Regions from separate parts of the Mus musculus genome. Here regions 2, 3 and 4 are each linked to region 1. Evidence: chromatin contacts called from public Hi-C and HiChIP or PLAC-seq data. All regions are on one chromosome and are shown on one strand. Each heading gives the region's core, a stretch centred on a gene start, on an enhancer-like site or on the middle of the called end of the contact. The rest is flanking DNA. Distances are from core to core; before and after follow the strand shown. Region 1 holds the start of Tshz3 (teashirt zinc finger family member 3). Region 2 has its middle 46 kb from the start of Gm36830. Region 3 has its middle 28 kb from the start of Gm36464. Region 4 has its middle 67 kb from the start of Gm36464.

Region 1 (4,557 bases), core at 1,500-3,999:
ACTAATGAAGCTGGCAAAACAACTTTTCTTTTTTTATGGCTGAGCGGACCTTTCAGTTTTGGGGAGGGGGGGTGGGTGGGTTGCTCTCCAGTATTCTCAAGGTTGCTGTGGACAGGATTTCCAGTCACCAATCAGCAGACATCTTTCTTTTTCCCACCGTCTCTCTATCAGTACAAAGCAATCAATTTGTTATCGCTCCCAAGATGTCACCAAAGCAGCTTCGAGAACTAAAAAAAAAAAAAAAGGAGGGAAGCAGAGAAGTTCCTAGTCCATCTATGCAAACCAGCAAACAAAACAAAGCAGGCATCCTGCACAGCACAGCTCACTTACTGGCCTGGGCAACTCACAAGCATCCTAACCGTGGAATGGTTTTGTGTGGAGCCCTTCAGCCATCCTGCACCCCCTCCTCCACGAGTCCATTAGGCAGAGGCATTCTGATAAAGTAAATCCAAAACCAGAGTATGAGAAAGAAAGAAAGCACTCATTCTGCCAACTTCTGATTGACCATTAAGCTATTGATGAATGTGCCTGTCAGGAGAGAGACAATTAAATCAAATATGAAACAAAGTCGTTTTGACGGGTCATTTTGATAGAGCAAAGCCATTCTTCCATCTCCCATTAGTCGGGCAGTCAAGTTTTTATATAATGAATTTTCCTTAACTGACCTGAGATTTCCTGGCTGGCTTAGAAGTGCAAAAAGGTTAGTGAACAGGTTGCTTTAAAAAATAATAAAAATAATTTAAAAAATTTTTTTAAAAATCAAACCAACAGCACGTTTGAGAAAATTGTCCTATGGGCTGGGTGGAGCAGTAAAGAAGAGCTACAGAGTTCAAAATAAATGTAAAGATGCAACCACATATGTTTCATTGGATGGAGGCACGGATACCTTAAAAAATGTGTACCCGAAAAAGAAAGAAAAAAATCTAGACTGGAAGAAGCCCAAGACATTCCTACTACCCAACTTTGTAAAGGATGCCTCCAAAGTTTTAGAGTTTATTTTGGGTAGATAAGCTCACTGCTAAAAAGCTTGGAATTTAAAGGAGGAGGTGGGATGAGCAGGCAGCATCAGTGAGGAGGTGAGCTCTCTGTTGGGATCTTCAAACTTTCTAAATTTGGGTAACACTGAGAGTACAGAGGGAAAACATGCCTTCATTCTATGCACCAAACCAAGTTGAATCCCCCTCCCCCCTAAGGTTTCTTCACAACACTGTCAGACCAATACACTTCTGGGAGAAGTACCTTATGGTTGCTTCCCTGTGACCCTGGTAAAGAGACTGAAGGCCAGAGTGCAGCTGAGGTGGGAGCCCCGCTGGTCTGATGGCAATCACCAGCAGCAGCAGCCTGCATAGCACCATCACTAGCCTGTATCCCACCAGCACGTGGAACATTACCTCGGTGACCCTTCTTCGCTCAGCCCTCCCCTCTTTTATCAAAAGAGAAGTGAGAAGAAAGAAGATTAAAGAAAAGGACTCCTAAGCAACCTTCCCCTTCAGGCAGCGTCTGAGCCTCTGCACGTCTGAGTGTTATTCATATCAAAATACATCACGTCCATATGTGGTCCTCTCTCGGCAAGCCGCCCCAAATCCCTGAAGTTGCACTGACAGGGCCCTCCTGACGTCACGGAGCTTGGCCTCACTATTGCAAGTGATTTATTGATGTTTATTGGGAATGAATAGATCAAAGGCACAGGCATGACGGGCGATCAATCAGTCATCAAATCAAGGGTGGCAACCGGCCAGAAACCCTTCTTCCAGCCAACGTGCCCCCAACCGACATTATTGCAAAATAATGTTATGTGTGTGGGTTTTGTTTTGTTTTCAATGAATCTCTTTTCCAGAAGGAAAAAAAAAAAAAAATCAGCTCAGTCCTAACAGGAGTTGACGTTCCTGGCAGAAAAAGAGAGGGAGGGGGGAGTACTCAGATATGTCCCAGAACTAAGTGCTAGAAAAGGGTAGGGAGCAGCAGCGGAAAGAGAGGGAGGGGGTAAGAAGACATTCAGGAATGGAGGAAATGTCAGCATCCAACACTGACCTGACAGTCATCTGACAATACCCAGACCCAGTGCGCTCTGGTTTCCACCGCTGTACCGGGTTTGGGCCCAATAAATGAAGAATCAATCGAATTAGCAGTAAGGTGGCCAGAGGGATCCGCTAGCTCACTCTTGCTCGCTCTGGTCCCGGTAGTCACCGGGTACTGCCCGGGACAACGCGGAAGATGTCCCAGAGAACTCAGGTGACCCCGCCCGCCCCCCACCAAAAGGCACGGGTTGGAGAGCGCCTTCCCCGCTGCAGCCGGATCGGCAGAGGCGGGGACCTAAGCCGGCTCGGTGGTCCCCAGGAGGGTGTGCGAGCCGGTCGAGCGAAGAACATAGCGGGGCAACTGGGGGGCGCGCGCACCCGGGCAGGAGAGCCCCGAGCCAGCCGGGCTCCCGGAGTTACTCAGCGCCCGCAGAGACAGACAGAAAATGAGAGAGAGGCGAGGAGTGCGGCGAGCAACGCGGGGGCCGGCGGCCCAGAGGCGCGGCGCGAGCAGAGGAAGAGGAGGAGGACCGGAGGAGGAAGGGGAAGCCGCTCGTACCTGCTGCGCGCCGGGGCGCCTGCTGCTTCCTCCTCGGCATGATGCTTCTCCCGCGACTGCCACCGCCGCCGCCGCCGCCGCCGCCGCTGCCGGGCTGAGCCGAGGGAGGGAGGGGCGGCGGGGGGGGGGCGAGGCGGGCCTGCTCGCAGCCTCCCCCCCGGAGAGCGGCCGCCCGCAGGATGCTGCTGCGCCCCGGCTCTCCGCGTCCCCCCCTCGCTGCGCTCCGCCGCGATCCCCGAACGTGCGGAGGGAAGGAGGGCGGGCAAGGGAGGCGCGGGGAAGGAGGAGCGCGAGGGGGAGGAGGAGGCAGAGGAGGAGGAGGAGGAGGAGGAGGACCGCGCTGCCGGCGGAATGGGAAGTTTGACAAATCGCTCCAGAGGCCCGAGGAGGAGGGGGCGGGGAGGAGCGGTCGCCCTGCCCCCCCCCCGCCCCGTCCCCAGACGAGGTGCGCGGGGTTCGGGGCTGGGGGGCGGGGAGTGAAGGAGGAGAAGGCGGGCAGAGAGATGAGAGGAGGAGCCCAGGAGCGACCCCGGTCGGTCCTGCCCCGCTTCCCGCCCCCAGGCAGGGAGGTCAAGGCATGGGGGGGGGGGGGGTGGAGGGGGGGCGCAGCCGCCGCCGCCGCGGCCCGGGGCTCAGCGGTCCAGTCTTCTGCCCACGGCGCGGCTGGAGCGGCGGCGTCGGCAACAGGCAAGCTTAAAGGAAAAGGAGATGATCGTGTCACTCGCCTGCCCGCGGAGGCGCCCCCAGCCTGGGTCCTGGCCCGGACGCCTGCCCAGGGCCCCCCGCCCAAGTCCAGACACCCGGAGCTGGCCCTCCGTCTCCGCCCCGAGCGCTCTCGCAAAGGCGCGGGGTCCGCCCTGCGGAGCGCGTCCCGGGGCGCCCACAGCCCCCGCCCATCCCTCTTCCCCACCCGGTCTCAACCCCGGGCTGCTCCCGGCTGCCCCTCCCGGCCCACACTCCTCTCCACCCGCCGCGTGCAGCCCCAGAGCGCTCCCCTAGTTGGGATGGTACCCCTATCAAAGATGCCAGGGCCCCGGGGGTGCCCTGGAGAGAAGATGTGCGGGCTGACATGGGTGTGGGCTCTGGGTCTTCCCTCCTGGGACCTACAGTGGCTACCTCCTTCCGTTCCCCCACCCCACCCCCGCCACAAACTTTCCCAGGCTTGTTTCGGGGGTAAGCATGGGAGGGGGCACCTCCAAGTTTCCTTTACTGACTTTGGGACGATCACCGTCTCAGCACCCCGCGTCTCGCCCCCTTGGGCTACTGGCCGCGCCCCCCACCCACTGCGTCGGAGGTTGCCAAGGCGGGAACGGGGGAGGGAGAAGAAACTCGGGTTCCCCTGCCCATCCCCCGCCGGGGTGCGCCCTGGACAGGGTACTGCCCCAGCCGCTCCCAGCTTAGGGGCAGTTCTGGACGAAGGGGATTGATTATTGATTGAGTGATTGGGGTCGCAGAGGCTCCGGGCAGACTCGGCCGATGTGCCCCGGGAAGGAGGCGGCTGGAAGGCTGCGGTGGCGACAGGGCGACGTGGGCTCACTTACTCTGGTGGTGAGGGCGCGGGTGGGCTGGAATTCACGCGGGCGACCCTCGAGCGGTGGCGGCTGAGCGCCAGCCAGAGCTTGAGAGGCGCGGGCGGCGGCGCATCGATGCGCTGCGGGCTCGATTGCGTCTCCCTGGGCCAGCTCTTAGGCCGGGAATGGGGCGGCCGCGGCGCAGCGGGCTCTGGGCGGCGGTGGCTGGGGTGGCCTCTGGGCCCCCAGCTCCCGGGAGCAGCACTATATCTGGGTGCTCCGGCTGGGACCCTGAAACCCACGTGAGCCCCGAGGCCCACAGTCTACCCGAGGGCCGGCACCCTGCGCCCCAGGACTAGCTGCCTGAGCGCACTGGGAGCTGCAAACCCTGGCCTTCCTTTCTTGCTTCTTTTTTTCTTCTTCTTCCTCTTATTTTAAACTTATTCTTCTCTTCCCTCTTATTCAGCCC
Region 2 (4,875 bases), core at 1,413-3,912, 350 kb before region 1:
GATTCATAATAGTAGCAAAATTGCAGTTATGAAGCAGCAACAAAAATAATTTGTGGTTGTGGATCACCACACCATGAGGAACTGTATTTAACAGTCACTGCATTAGGAAGGTTGAGAAGTACTGACCTACAGCATATTTGACAAGTAGGTTTTTTTCATGGTTGTGCTTAGTGTATAGTATTTGTTATTTAGTCTACTTGTGTTCTAGCTTGCTATGTGTTGTTGCTATCACCATGCCCAGAGCAGCTTAGGAAAGAAGAGAATTATTTCATCCTGCACTTCTAGGTTGTGGTCCCTCACTGAGGGAAATCAGGCCAGAAAAGAAACAGAAAACAGAAAGACCAGTGCCTACTGGCTCCCTCACTGGTTTCCGACTCAGCTAGCTTTCTTGTATTCCTACTCCCATCTGCCTAGGGATAGTGCTACCCAGAGTGGGCTGGCCCTCCCACATCAATCCTCAGTCAACACAATCTCTCACAAACATAATCACAGGCCAGTGTGATCCGGGAAATTCCTCAACGGAGTTTTTTTCTCAGGGAACAGCATGTTGTGTCAAATTGACAATGCAAACTAACCTGGATGTCTAATATCTGCATTTTGCCACTAACACAAAGTGTAGCGACCTTACAATTTATTTATCTTCTTATTCAGCATTTACAATGGGCATAAACATTGCTTGCATGCATTGGCAATCATGTCACATTGTGGAATACAATTTGGTGGCCCCTGGGTTATCATTAAGAGAAGTAAATGTACTTTATTGGCCTGCATCTTTGCCTTACCATATTTTTCCTGTTTCCCCTCTGTTCTAAGAGTCCTTCTTCCACTATTTTCTTTCTGTTTAGTGAATCTCCTACTAGGGAGAACCTCACAGTGCCAAAGTCCCATTGTTTCCCTAATCTCCCATTTTTATTTTCTCCTTGTTCCTAAAGAATTTCTTTGTTCAATGTATATTTTAAGGGTTGACAATAATTTTAGCCTTTGAAAAAACATTCATCTCTTCCTTCTGACCTTTTTGCTTTCTAAAGAGAAATCTGTCGTCTTTTGAGTTTGTACGCTCATTTTATTACCATGAGCAATATATTATTTCTCTGGCTTGTTTCAAGTTTTAAGTCTGTTTAATTTTCAGATGCTTAATTATAATGCGACTTGGCATAGATTTGTGTGTGTGTTTCTTTTTCTTCTTTTCCCCCCTCTTGTTTTGGGTTTGTTTAGCTTTGAAGTTTATACTTGTCGATTTGGAAAGTTTTCAGCCATATTTTTTTTTCTCATTCTTCTATAGTACTGCCTTATTCCTCCTCTTTCTGAGACGGATTCCAAAGATATAACCTTTGTGATGGTCCTGCAGTCCACCAACTGGATGGCGCCTTGAACTCTGGTCTTCTTTCCCCATCTTTCAACATTTGCTTTCTAAGTTATTACCTGGCTTTTCCATGTGTTAATGCTTAGACTTAATGCTTACAAGAAGTGGAAGGAATCGGTAAAGCATGCCTCCTCATCTCACACAGAACCAGGAGCAGAAACACCGCAGGTTCTGGGACTATTTCTTCCACCAGGGAGAAGAGAGATAAAAGAATCGTCTTCTAATCCATCACGTTTACTGCCCTCTAAAGTTGACAAAATTCTTTCACTGTAAACTGGTCACTGTTTTCTTTAACATTTATTAGTATTTTTTTCTTTCTAATTCTTATCATATCACCCAGGCAGAACCAAATACTACCTTCAAAACTTCCTAAAAATCATCTTTCCAAAGCCCTAAGTAGATCAGTGTATATCTGATCTTGCTCCATACCACAGAGGTGCATTTTTTCCAGTTGGTCATTTCTTAACCAAAGTGGCTCATTTTCTTTCTCCTTGAATCATTTCCTAAACATCTTTTTTTCCTGCCTTTGTCAAGCAAGTTTCCTGGATGTTTGTTCAACCCCTGTAGGTCCCTCTGTCCCAAATGCATTGCTGCCCAATTTCAGAAGCAGATTTCTGTGTCTGTTTGCTGTCACGGCATCACGATTCCCAATGGGAAGACTTGATATCCAGAACCACATGGTTTCTCATGCGTCTAGGGCTCAGGTGGGTGATTTTGCTCAGACGAGGTGAGACTAAGCATGAGACTTGCCTGTATAGCGTAGCTGCTGCAGAAAGGACTTAACCAACTTGACTCTGCTGCGTACGTTCTCTTATCTTCTACCAAAAGCGCCTGGGATCTTTCTCAAGAGATCCTAAAAGCTGGGCTGCAGAGATGACTCGGCGGCTAATAAAAGCACTGCCTTCTCCTCTTCTGAATCAAGGCTCAATTCCCAGTACCCACATGATGGCTGATCACCTAGTTGAACTCAAGTTCTAGGAAATCTGACATCCTCTTTGGCCTCTGCAGACACCCGGCATGCATGTGGTATTCAGACATACATGCAGGCAAAACACCCATGCACATAAAATGACAAGAAGGGAAAGAAGAGAAAGAATAAAAGTACTAGGAGGAAGATGAAGACGAGGATGAGGAAAAGGAGGAGGAAGAAATTTAAAATTCCTGAAAGCATCTTGAGAAGCCTAGCCCTGGAACTCATGTGCCCTCTCATTTATTACGTTATTTGAACCTTGACACAACAGTGTATTCATATTCAAGGGGAAGGAAAACAGACTCTGTCTCTTACTGGAAGAGGAGCAGAGCTGCATTCCAGCAGTGCAGACACAAGGAAGAAAGAACTGAGTCACTTTTCTAACTGGTTCTTACTACAATAACCGTTTCACACAGCAACTAAAGGAAGAAAGGAAGTTGAAAGAGGGAAGAGGAAAAAACTACAAGAGATAAAGGATGGCCAGAGGCTTTCCCACATAGCTGGATCCTAGAAGGACCCAGAAGCTCGATATGGAGATCAGAATCTAGAATAAAAAAAAATCTATGGACTCTAAGGATGACGTGGGCATTGGAGGCATCCCTTTGAAGAGCACAGGAAGCCTGCACACACCAGTGTCTGCTGAGACTTCTGATTTAGGATTTCTGCTAGCTTAGTAAATCCCGGCTTTAAAGCTCAGAAGTGTTGCTAGTATTGATAGTTCAGCCGGCTCTCTCATAGTTGCTCAGAGAGCATTTGAGGAAGGGATATCCTAACTAGGGAGTCAGAATAAGAGAAACCCAACAAGAAAGTGGCACAGGAGGAATGGAAACCCATGGTTATGTCCCTCAATCTTGCAGTATTTTGATGAAATGGGAGAATTTCATTCTTCAGGACCACAGAGGATTGGGATGTGTCTGGAGTGCTCCTGTAATGTGTTTTGAAAATATATCGTACTGTCTTCTGCTGGGAATCTCTCTCAGGAGACGTCACAGCAATCAAGGAGCCCAACAGGTTTCTTATTTTAATAGATAGAGGAGATATAAATGGGATGCCACTACAGCCAGGTGTGGGGTGTGCCTGTAGCCTCGGCGCTTGGGAGGAGTAAGGAGGGGGATTCCAAGATTCGAGAAGACCAGCCTCAGTTACATAGGAAGGTCCAGGTTAGCCCAGGCTACCTCACTAGATGTTTCAGCAAAACAACAAGAACAACAACACAAAAAGAGAGAATGCCATTGGCTTTTGGCAGCAATGAGAGAGCCCCTTCAGTAGATAGGGCTGTATCCATAGAAACGATGTAATCATGGATATTGTGGTATCATCTGGCCCCAGCCAGTCCTTAAATATCAAATATCTTCCATGCCAGACCAGTTTAGACCTCTGTATGTCTCTGAGTCAACCTAATACATTCCAGCTAGAGGTTAGACCCCATTCACCAAGGGCTACCTAGAGTCTACTCTGAAGCTGAGTATAAGACCTGCAATACCTGCATCTCAAAGAGTACCTCAAATTTTGTCCTACTGGGCTCGGTTTGAAACTTGCATGGATACACTACAGCTCTAGATATACTACAGTGTTTGCAAGTCCTTTTGGTAATATTCAAGGGTAGAAAAACACCCAGAAATGGTGGCAGGTGTGTTTGTGTTGGGGCTTTTGGTGTCAGAAAGCACTCGGGGGTAGGGGAGCTGGTATGGGGAGAATGATCAGAGGTTAGAACACTTGCTGATTTTGCAGAGGACCTGTGCTCAGCGTCCAACACCCACATGGTAGCTCACAACCATCTGAAACTTCAGTTCAGGGACATCTGACATCTTCTTCTGGCCTACATGGGTGCATCAAGCATGTGGTGTGCAGCAATAATGCAGGCAAAACTCTCTTGAACATTAATCAGTATCTCAGGAGCTCCCTGGGACTAAACCACCAATCAAAGAAAACACATGGTGGGACTCATGGCTCTAGCTGCATATGTAGCAGAGGACGGCCTAGTCGGTCATCAATGGGAGGAGAGGTCCTTGGTTCTGTGAAGGTTCTATGCCCCAGTATAGGGGAATGCCAGGGTCAGGAAGCAGGAGTGGGTGAGTTGGGAAACAGTGGGGGGATAGAGGATTTTCAGAGGGGAGACTAGGAAAGGGGATAATACATGAAATATAAATAAAGAAAATAAATAATAAAAAAGAATAAAGTAAGCACAGCTTTAAAAACAATAGTTGAAGCCGGGCAGTGGTGGTGCATGTCTTTAATCCCAGCATTTGGGAGGCAGAGGCAGGCAGATTTCTGAGTTCGAAGCCAGCCTGGTCTTCAGAGTGAGTTCCAGGATAGCCAGGGCTACACAGAGAAACCCTGTCTCAAAACAACAACAAAAAGACAGTTGAAGTTGGTGTGGGGAGGTCACCACGGGCACTGGACTCAGCACCATGGGCCTCTCAAGTGGGCACCACATCACGGTCTTTGGACTTCTTTAATTTTCTTTCTTTCCTTCTTTCTTTCTTTTTTAAAAGAAAAGAAAAGAAAAATGGGAGCTTAGGGTCATTGCTTCTGTGCTTCT
Region 3 (4,746 bases), core at 1,668-4,167, 270 kb before region 1:
ACGGGCACTGGTCTAGCCACCTCTTGTAGGCTGCGCCCCAGATTCATCATGCTTAAGGTCCTTTATCCTTCCTGTTTCCCACTCATGCCTCACAAGTGACTCTAGAAAAGGCCTCTAGGTGAACTTCAGACAATCGCCACCAGGGAGCGTCTCAGCTGCTGGGGACAGCATTAGGGTCTTTTTCCTTTCTGTCTCTGTCTGTCTCTGTCTCTGTCTGTCTCTGTCTCTCTCTCCTCTCTCCCTCCCCCTTCCCTCCCTTCCTCCTTTCCATCCTCCCTTCCTCTCTCCCTCCCATCCTTCCTTCCTTCCTCCCTCCCTCCTTTTTTCCTTTTTTTTTTTTTTTTTTTTGAGATGGGGTTAAAGGGTAGGCCCTGACTAGGCATATAGCAGGCTGGCCTCAGACATACAGAGATCCATCGGCCTTGGTTGCCTCTCAAGTGGATCTGCTACCATGCCCAGCTGGTCTTGGAAGCTTTGGTGTAGATGCTATGGTCTCGATGGCCTGAGGACTGGGGACAAGGCACCCTGTAAGCCTTCTCCACTCAGGCCTCCACTCCATTAGGGTAATAGGCTTGTGTCTGTCTGCTGCCTCCTTCCCCTCCTGCATGGGATAAGCTGCTGGAGACTGAATTGCAAAAGGCAGTGGTTCCTTCGGGTTTCTAGGGATGCAGGGCCTGCAGAGCCCATCCCTGGGGTTCGGCTCAGGCTGAGCACCCATTGAAGAAGTGCTTTGTGGATTTCTCCCACTCTTGAAGAGCCAGTTGGCCAGCTTCCACAGAAGACAGGAAATACACTAATCAAGTCATTTAGAACAACGAGGACCAGAAATGACACACTCATGTGTGGGAGGGAACCGCAGTCATTGCTTCCAGAGACCCTCAGTCACCTACAGGCTCAGTCGTGGTTCTTTACCTCCATAGCAAATCCCCAGGGACTACACAGGCACCATAAACCTGCTGGGACCCAGTACTCAGGAGGTGCATAGCAAAGATCTTCAGAGGGAGGGAGAGAGGCAGGGCAGGGAGGTGCCAGTGGCCATCTCAGCTGGGAGCAGCACTGTGCAGCTGAAAGGCGATCTCAGCCGCAATATAATTATCCACCCAGGAAGAGAGGGTCCCCTCTCGTGGGACATGCATCCATGTGAGAAGAAGGAAAATAAACTCGTTCTAGGTCAATTTAAAGGTTAAATGGAGGTCAGCAAGGGGGAACAGAGGCATCCTCCCAGCCTTAGAAGTCTCTCGGCCACAGACCCAGGGTTTTAACCTTTGGCTCTCACATCCATCTAGGGGGCCGGGGGTTGGGATGATTGTGAAGCAGATAATTGGGCGTTAGTAGACACACCATTTTAGTAATCTCCGGAAATAAAATGAGAGAGTGATGGCGAATCCGGTGGCAGTTACTTTGGAAAGATGGTGATGTGTAATTCCGAGTTTCTCAGACTGTAACTTGTGCACTTACCACTAATTTCTCCACTGCACCAAATGCAGTGTGTACATTTAGTTTAGAATTTATCATCACCGTTTGTGTATATTATGCCAGCGGCATAATCCATCCTCATGAAGCTAATGTTGAGCATTAGCAAAATGGACTCGCCGCTGATCCTGCCAGCCTCTGGCCTCGGATGCACCAGGAGCAGTTCACCAAGACACAGGGCTGGGCATCCACCCCACCCCACACACACACCCCACAGAGCATATGTGGCTTTATGTCTTGGTTCCTAACTCCACACAGGGTGGGCTGGTATCTGCAAGTTGCTGGTGGTGTCCATTGTCTGTGGATGTAAAAATCAATGACCTACATAAGATTTTGATTTTGCACTGGGAATTGAGAGGGAGGGAGGGAGGGAGGGAGGGAGGGAGGGAGGGAGGGAGGGAGGAAGGGAGGAAAGGGGGGAGAAAGCCAGAGACTGCAGATAGAAAATAATGAAACCGTCATGTTAAAAAATATTAGCATATAGGGTTCAAAATATATATTTCCTCATTTGTTCCCCTCCCCCCTTTGAATAAGAACATATCTAATTTCATGGTCATCTGATTAAAACAGTTAATTGTATTAATGTGCCATTGAGCTGAGAGCAGTGGTCATTTGGAAGTGGACGCTCACCCGGGCGCAGAGAACAAAACCCCATAGTCTCAAGGCTGCTTGGGAGCTGGGAGAACCCGGATCTGCTCTTGAAATCTCTGCTCAGATTTTCAATCCCTGTTTTTATTTTCTTAAAAGAGAAAGAAGGGGGGAGAAAGCCTCAAACTGCTGATTTCTGCAGAAAAACCTGCAAATGAACTGTTCTATTAGGCACAAACATACCCAAGTCTTTAGAAGCCCTCTCTTCAAAAGCATAATTAGGTATTTATTTCAGACATACTAACATCTTTGCAGTAGCTAATAAGATGCAGCCCATTTGAATATTAATATAATAAATGATTAAATTAAACAGCAAGATTCAGACTCAGAAATAGCCTTTATAGGTCCCAGGGGGTCACTAAAACTGTTTCTATTTCTTTCTACAGTTAACATAGTACAAGGGACGAGAATGCATACGGCAATATTTGTCTTATGAAACACAGAGTGTTATATGATGCTGCTCTGTTTTATTGCTCCACGGTTTGAGTCCAGGACCAAGAGTGAAGTCACCACGTGGAGGAAGCCTGACAGCCCCTCTTCTGACATTCTAGAGACATTCTGTGTCTTACAGAGTCCTCTCTGAAAGTCTCCAGGCAGATAGGGGAATGGATCATGCAAAGGAGAGAGAGGGGGAGGGAGGAAGAGAGAGAGAGAGAGAGAGAGAGAGAGAGAGAGAGAGAGAGAGAGAGAGAGAGAGAGAGAGAGAGAGAACAGAAACCAAATGGGCCAGACGACAGACCCACCCATGGTTCGTTTTGTGGGTACGCATGGGCGTGTTTCTGACTCCACATAGAGCAATTCTGGTGTGTGGCTGAAGGCCACACCCATGAGCGGGTGTGCATGTATGCGGAGCCAGCAATGCCAGGATGTGGGCAGATGCCATCCATCTCTCCACTAGGTGGGACCCCTCCTCCCCCAACTCCACCAGCAGAAAGAGAAGGGGCAAAGTCGGCAACTATAATTGGCTGTTATTCCAATAAAGGTGTTTCCCTTTTAAAATTAGTTCATGAAAACTGCATATTCTCCAAATCCCAGGAACCTGAGAGTGTTAATAAACATCTGGCCGTGTTTTTTGCTTAATTAGCATTCTTTAGTTTGGGCGGAAGTCTGTTTATGTAAAACAAAACACACACTCACGGGGTGGGGGTGTCTATAAGCCACAGCCCTTAAGTAATCCAAATGTGGCTTTCCCTAATGGTGAGAGCTGTGTATCTTCTCAACACGCCCATCATCACCCGAGCTGCAGAAGAGAAGATCTTCATCCTTAATTTCAGCTTTTGCATCTCCTAACCGATATACAGTGGTATCATCCTGGCATGTGAAAAAAAAATTCACATTTCTGCAATAAAAAAAAAGATATTCAAGCTTGGAGGTCAGCTTAAACAAAGCAGGAAACAACAGCAACGGGCTTAAGGCATGTCCACAGGCCTTTTTATTATCATCCACAGCCCAAATCTCCCAGCCCCATCTCTCTCTAAGGAACAGCATTGGCGGGAAGGTAATGGATAAACTGTAACCCAGCACACAAGATTCTACTGCCTAAATTAGATTAAAGAAAAGTAGGAAGAAAACTCCAAGATAAGTGGTATGAAGTAAATCAAAACAAATCATCTTACCAAACTTTATTCGCATCTGATACCATTTTTAGAAATTAAGGTCACTTTTGTGGAACTAATAGGGAGTCGTACCTATATATCTCGGACACCATGACAATGCTGGAGTGGAAGATTTATATACCACACTTGCAGATGCTGAAGAAAGATACGGGAGATCAAATGGGAGTGCATGATAACAAATGAAAAATGGTCCCCACAGCCCATAAATTAATTGAGAGAAGAAGGTTGTCATTATTTGAACATGCTTTAAAATAAGGTATGGGGTCCAGATGGCTGAGGATAGATAGGCACCCAAAGTTTGAGTAATTGATGGCTTAAAAATAAAACTCGCTGGGCAAGTTAGAGGAGAGATCGTAGAAAAGAAAAGGTTTTTGGTTTTTGGTTGTTTTTTTTTTTCCCAAAGAAGCACAAAACAAAAAGATAAGCCCTAAGTTGGCAATGCCAGCACAGCCAGACTGGCATGGTGCAGTGGCGGGGTCAGAGTCAAGGACAACAGGGGGCAGAGTGGAAACTGAGTCCCCGAAATGTGGCACTTCAGACGTTATTGCCTTCATCTGTTTCGCTTTGTTCAGAGATTCTTGCTGCGAATGCAATCCTTTCTTCTTTGTAACGGTATCAGAGTAAGGCAGTGCTGAGGTGGGTCACCAGCGTCACAGAGAGTTCTCTGCCAGCAGCCACTGCAGAGTTCACAAAGGATGTGCTTTTGGGGGTAGGTTTGGTGTGTGTGTGGGGGGGGTGGAGGAATTTTCTTGGGGCAGGGAGGAGATCAACAAGGAGCTTTCTGATATTCCTCACCACAGTACTGGGGCAGAGTCTTGATTCAGGCTCCTCCCTCGTGTGAACCTGGTCCTCTCCCCAGTGATGATGCACGGTGGTGCTCATTGAAAACTTCTCTCCAGGAGACAGTATTTCCTCTGCAAGCTTGTGCTAACTGGATTCTGGACTAACAGCAAACCCTGCCTCCCTCCCTTCTTCCAATCTTGCCTTTCCCTTTCCTCTCTGTTCCTTC
Region 4 (4,777 bases), core at 886-3,385, 310 kb before region 1:
ATACTAAACAACAAGGAGGAAAAGATCTGAATAACTGCATTCAAACGAAGGACCAGTGGCCAAGAAACACATGACAAGGTGTTCAACAATCTCAGCCATTAGGGAAGTATAAACTCAGCCCACGTTGATATTCCACAGCACCCAAGTCAGAACAGCTGTCAACCAAGGAAAAGTAAGACACAGGCAAAAATGTAGAGGGTTTTTTTTCTCTCTCTACTCCTGATGAGAATGTCAGAGTAGCCAGTAAAGAAATCAGTATGGACAATAGACAAGAAATAATAATAATAATAAAAAAAAAAACTTCCACGTGATCCAGTTATATGGCTTTGGTATAAACACACAAAGGAATCAAATTCAGCATAGGGGCACCTATGCAATTATGCTTATTTTATTAGAAGGGCCACAACCACCAATGTATGGAACCAGGCTAGGTGTCCATCAACAGGGGGAAAAGAATGCAGTCTAAATGAAGTTATACTCAACCATGAAGAACGAAATGGTGTGTCTGAAGGAGAACAAAGCAAAAGGAATATTATTGTGCTGCACAAAAGAAGACAGGCTCACAATGACAAACACTGCATGTTTTCTGCCGTCTGTGGAATCTGGGACAAAGTGCATGAGAGTAAAGGGGCATGGCGGGGAAGAAAAGGCAGAAGAGAAGGGGGAGGAAGAGGGAGACAGGTGGCCAGGATTAAGAGTACTTCATGCATGTATATGCAAATGTCACAATGAAAGGTTCCCTTTAAGAACCTACTAAATGGGCAGATCTCAAACTATAAAGGGTAGAGTGCTCCATGACTAGGAGCACCCCCTCACACCAATACAGGCACATACATTCATTCCAGGTCAAGCTACACGGAAGTGCAGCTTTCGTAGTTTGGTAGACATGGCTGGCACAAAATGCAACTTCAAATGGTTCAAAGTAAAAAGCTCCATCAAGCTAGCCTGAGCCCAGCACAGGGATACCTGCCCAGCCATGGCTGCTACCGTGTGACTCACAATAGTCAAGCTATGACACTAAACTAGAGGTCCATAGGCAGGTTCATAGACGAAGAAAATGTGGCCTGCACATGCACACTAGATATATTCAGCCTCATAGAACAGTGAAACCACATCATGCTCAAGACAAAGCATGGAACTGGAGGAAAATAAGCCAAAGTCAAAAAGGGTTTCTGCTTGTGTGCAGCATCTAGATTTTTAAAACAAAGAAAGATATATAAAGAGAAGAGGGATATTTGGGAAGACCAGTGGGTAGTGGGGAGGTGTCTTGAGGTAAGAGAGGCAATGAGAATTAGAATCATATTGTCTACATGTATTAAGACACAGCCAAACCAATCCATTTTTATAACTACACTAAAACAATTTTAAAAAGGAAAAGATAGGGCTAGACAGATGTCTCAGTGGTTAAGAACACTTGATGCTCTTGCGGTGGACCTAGGCTCTATTTCCCAGCACCCACATGGCAGCTCACAATCACTTGTGACTCCAGTCCTAGGGGACCCATCACTCTCTTCTGGCCTCTACTGGCACTGCATGCAACAGTTTACATGAATACAAGCAGGCACACCCACATACTCAGAAAATGAAAATATAAATCTTTTTTAAAAGAAGAAAGAAAGAAAAGTTTAATTCCAAATTCAATAATAGTAAGAATAAAGCATGTATTTATAGAGAAGAAAAAATGTTTCTAAAAGATACAGTATAGATTTTTAAAATATAACTAACATTGAAAGAAAGAAAGAAAGGAAGAAAGAAAGAAAGAAAGAAAGAAAGAAAGAAAGAAAGAAAGAAAGAAAAGAAAGAAAAGAAAAAGAGGAAGAAAGAAAAGAAAGAGTGAAACGCCGATGTTTCGGTATCATTTGAGATTCCCCAATGCAGGCACACAGAAAGTCAAATACCCCGTGATGAAATGAATCGCAGTCAGCTTGAAATGTGAAAGGAATCAGGGCCACACATGGTGCTGTGTGGACACATCTCTTAAGATTCTTTTCCTCTTCATGTTCCGATTCTAATCAAATTAGTCCTCCAAAAAGTCCCATGGACTTAGGAGGAAACTGAGGCCCCGGGAGGTTAAATGGCTGTGCCCAACATCTCAGAGCGAGACAGACACAAGGTAGGGATGGAGCCCAGATGTTTGGCAAAGCCCAGGTTTTCCAGCCCTGTGCAGGAGGAGGGTCTGGTCTCAGCTCCACGGAGCCAGCCCAGGGTCATCAGGGATGCCCTCTGCACATCCAGTTTCCTGTTTATCTTCCCCCTAGGCAGCGCACACCGCTGGGAGAAAGGTTCCGAGGGTTTCATGACACACAAAGCCCCCAAAAGGCAATATTTTGATGATTTAAGTATAAGTGATCAGAAACATGTGGGTTTCATTTCCTGTAGAATACACTTGGGTCTGAAAATGAAGGGGAAGGAGGTTTGGCAAGGCCCAGCCCAGCCTTCCTGAGCCCCCTGAAGTGGTTTAAGATGTTCTGTGAATGGGAAGAGAGGCTAAACTGCCTCCTTACTCCCTGTCTCCCACCAGGCTCACACTGGTGTGTTTGTATCAAATCTGTGCAGAATGTGCTACCGCTGTGGCCTTGACCTTGTTGAGAAACAGGAAGAACAGAAGGCGGGGCTGGGCAAGGAAATGAAACAATTCCTTAACTGCTTGTGTCTGTCCAGGAAGAAGGTCTGAATGCTAGCAAGTCCTATAAAATCCCACCTGCCCTCAGAGGTCTGGGCATCCTTTGGTGATAGCAAGTTGTGGCTGCCACTCTGACACATTTGGGAAGAGAGAAGCCCACTTGAGGGATTGCCTCCAGCAGATTGGCCTTTGAGCATGTCTGGGGAGTCATTTTCTTAGTTGTTAGCTGATGTAGGAGATCCCAGCCCAATGCGGATAGCACCATCCCAAGGAACAGCCTTTGGCCCGGACTGAATTCTAAAGCTTGCTGGGCAGGAGCCATGAAGCAAGCCAGTCAGTATCACACCGCCCTGGGTTTTTGCATCAGTCCCTGCCTTTGGGTTTTTGCCTTGAGTTCCTGCTCTGACTTTTCTTGGGGATGCACTCTAACCTGTGAACTGAACTGCATGTGTGTTCCTTAGTTTTATGTCAACGTGACTCAAGCTGTAGCCATTTGAGGAGGGGGAAAGTCTCAGTTGAGAAAATGCCTCCATGGATGATCTGCCTGTAGACACGTGTGTAGCAGTTCTTGGTTGATGACCCGTGTAGGAGGGCAGTACCATCCGTAGACAGGTGGTTCTGGGGTGTATAAGGAAGCAGACTGACAGACATGGAGAGCAAGCCAGTAAGCAGTGTCCTTCTATGCCTTCTGTGTTGGTTCCTGCCTCTAGGTTCCTGGCCTGGCTTCCCTCAGTGATGGACCTGTAAGTTGAAAAGAACCCTTTCACCCCCACGTTGCTTTTAGCCATGGTGTTTATTGCGACAACAGAAAAGCAGAATCATTTGAGTTTGATAATTTTACTTCAACATGAGCACTGGAAGCCACAGCAGTGGAGAGCTATGGGGTCCACTGAGAACACGCTCTCAGCGGCTATTTATCTTGGCTCCACTGTGACTAAAACACTTGACATAAACAACTCAAGGGAGTTGAGCGTGAGAGGGCCTGGGTCCATCAAGAGGAGGGCGTGACAGTGAGTCTTGGTCCATAGGGATGGAACATTCAGTAGGGAAGAATGGCCTCAGCAGACCACTAAGCAAAGCTAGAACTAGGGACCAGGCTATAAGGTCCCACAGGTTCACACTCATAGTGACTTTTTTTTTTGGCCAGCCAGGCTCCATTGTCCTTAAGGTTTCAAAACTTCCCAAAGTAGGCCTTTCAACTGGGAATTAAGAATCTAACGCTTAGGAGCAGGCTGGGAATTTCAATGGGTGCAGACACTAGCTTCAAAGCTATGTAACCTGAGTTACATAGAACTCATGACAGAAGGAGAGAACTAACTCCAGTAAGCTGTCTTCTGACTTACACATGTGCACGCAGAAAGAAGGGGGTAAAAAGAGGAGAGAGACAGAGACAGACAGAGACAGAGAGACAGACAAAGGCAGAGAGACAGAAAGAGAGACACAGAGAGACAGAGAGAGTCTACAAGTTAAGTAAGTAAGTACATGGCTCAGTGGGTAAATCACTTACTGTGTGAAGGACAGAGACCATGGAGTCCCCAAAACTGAAACAAACTGCAGTTTGCATAGCAACCTGCCTATGGTCCCAACACACAGGAGGAGAGGACAGAGCATCCTTTGAACTGAACTGGAGAGCCCCGGGCTCCATGGAAGATCCTGACTCGGTATGTCAGCTGGAGAAAGACTAAGGAAGACACTCGGCACTTCCTCTTCTTTACATACATGCCCACATATGCACTTGAACTCCAAAGTAGGCCCGACAGGACTCTAACAGGGTCCATGCCCTTACCCGGCCTGGGAGGCACACACCAGTGCTTTGTACAGATGACCAAACTGAAGGCAGTGGTTAGCAGGTGAAATGGTGAGTGTCCATCCAGGATATGATGCTTCCTCTGGGAGGGATGGGAAAGAAATTTGAGTGGTCAGGCTCTTCCTGAGGAAGTCAGGCCACCTCCAGTGGCCTCAGCTCCCAGACTACAGACAGCTTCCCTCTTCCACTCAGAGCCAGGTGATGGGGAGTGGAAAAGTGAGCTTTGGGATCCAGGCTGGGACCTGGCTGAAGTTCACTGCTAACCAGAAGTCAATGCAATGCAGTTCTGAGTGACCACGTTCGCTACAGGAAGCGAGTACGTTTCCTTTTAATAGCGTTTTAATGAA

Evidence for each region. Hi-C and Micro-C count contacts between places; a contact is called where the count stands out from the background. HiChIP or PLAC-seq counts read pairs in DNA pulled down with a chosen protein or histone mark.
Region 2: a contact with region 1 is called in a Hi-C map of uterus, with 2.5 times the contacts expected there. The contact joins the enhancer-like site here to the promoter of Tshz3 in region 1. A contact is called at or near these places in 1 of 39 promoter capture datasets (hippocampal neurons), 1 of 484 Hi-C or Micro-C datasets (uterus) and 2 of 115 datasets of contacts at active chromatin or transcription factors (embryonic forebrain and stem cell-derived neural progenitor cells).
Region 3: a Hi-C map of the C2C12 cell line shows a contact between it and region 1, with 2.7 times the contacts expected there. The contact joins the enhancer-like site here to the promoter of Tshz3 in region 1. A contact is called at or near these places in 6 of 39 promoter capture datasets (the 3T3-L1 cell line, cranial neural crest, embryonic stem cells and 3 more), 16 of 484 Hi-C or Micro-C datasets (the C2C12 cell line, adipose-derived mesenchymal stem cells, cardiomyocytes and 10 more) and 16 of 115 datasets of contacts at active chromatin or transcription factors (astrocytes, craniofacial prominence, embryonic basal ganglia and 10 more).
Region 4: an H3K4me3 HiChIP or PLAC-seq map of craniofacial prominence shows a contact between it and region 1, with 5 times the contacts expected there. The contact joins the enhancer-like site here to the promoter of Tshz3 in region 1. A contact is called at or near these places in 7 of 39 promoter capture datasets (the 3T3-L1 cell line, cranial neural crest, frontonasal cranial neural crest and 3 more), 1 of 484 Hi-C or Micro-C datasets (uterus) and 14 of 115 datasets of contacts at active chromatin or transcription factors (cardiomyocytes, craniofacial prominence, differentiating embryonic stem cells and 6 more).

Annotation. Positions count from the first base shown.
Region 1 is chr7:36,696,310-36,700,866 of GRCm38.p6, reverse strand. Tshz3 (teashirt zinc finger family member 3) reads right to left here and starts at 2,749. Exons shown (of 2, transcript NM_172298.3): 1 at 2,578-2,749. The coding sequence starts at 2,617. It overlaps Gm36722 (zinc finger X-linked protein ZXDB-like), which reads left to right and starts at 2,645. Exons shown (of 3, transcript XM_030243157.1): 1 at 2,645-4,557. The coding sequence starts at 2,757. The coding sequence ends at 4,004.
Region 2 is chr7:37,044,763-37,049,637 of GRCm38.p6, reverse strand. No RefSeq gene overlaps it. Among named protein-coding and RNA genes, the nearest start is that of Gm36830, 46 kb to the left of the region's middle. Within about 2 kb of position 2,662, at least 2 of the 459 cell types and tissues checked have an H3K27ac peak or open chromatin away from gene starts, as enhancers often do. A contact at or near this core is called in uterus, where this site is marked.
Region 3 is chr7:36,970,157-36,974,902 of GRCm38.p6, reverse strand. No RefSeq gene overlaps it. Among named protein-coding and RNA genes, the nearest start is that of Gm36464, 28 kb to the right of the region's middle. Within about 2 kb of position 2,917, at least 5 of the 459 cell types and tissues checked have an H3K27ac peak or open chromatin away from gene starts, as enhancers often do. A contact at or near this core is called in the C2C12 cell line, where this site is marked.
Region 4 is chr7:37,009,084-37,013,860 of GRCm38.p6, reverse strand. No RefSeq gene overlaps it. Among named protein-coding and RNA genes, the nearest start is that of Gm36464, 67 kb to the right of the region's middle. Within about 2 kb of position 2,135, at least 35 of the 459 cell types and tissues checked have an H3K27ac peak or open chromatin away from gene starts, as enhancers often do. A contact at or near this core is called in craniofacial prominence, liver, second pharyngeal arch cranial neural crest and 1 more, where this site is marked.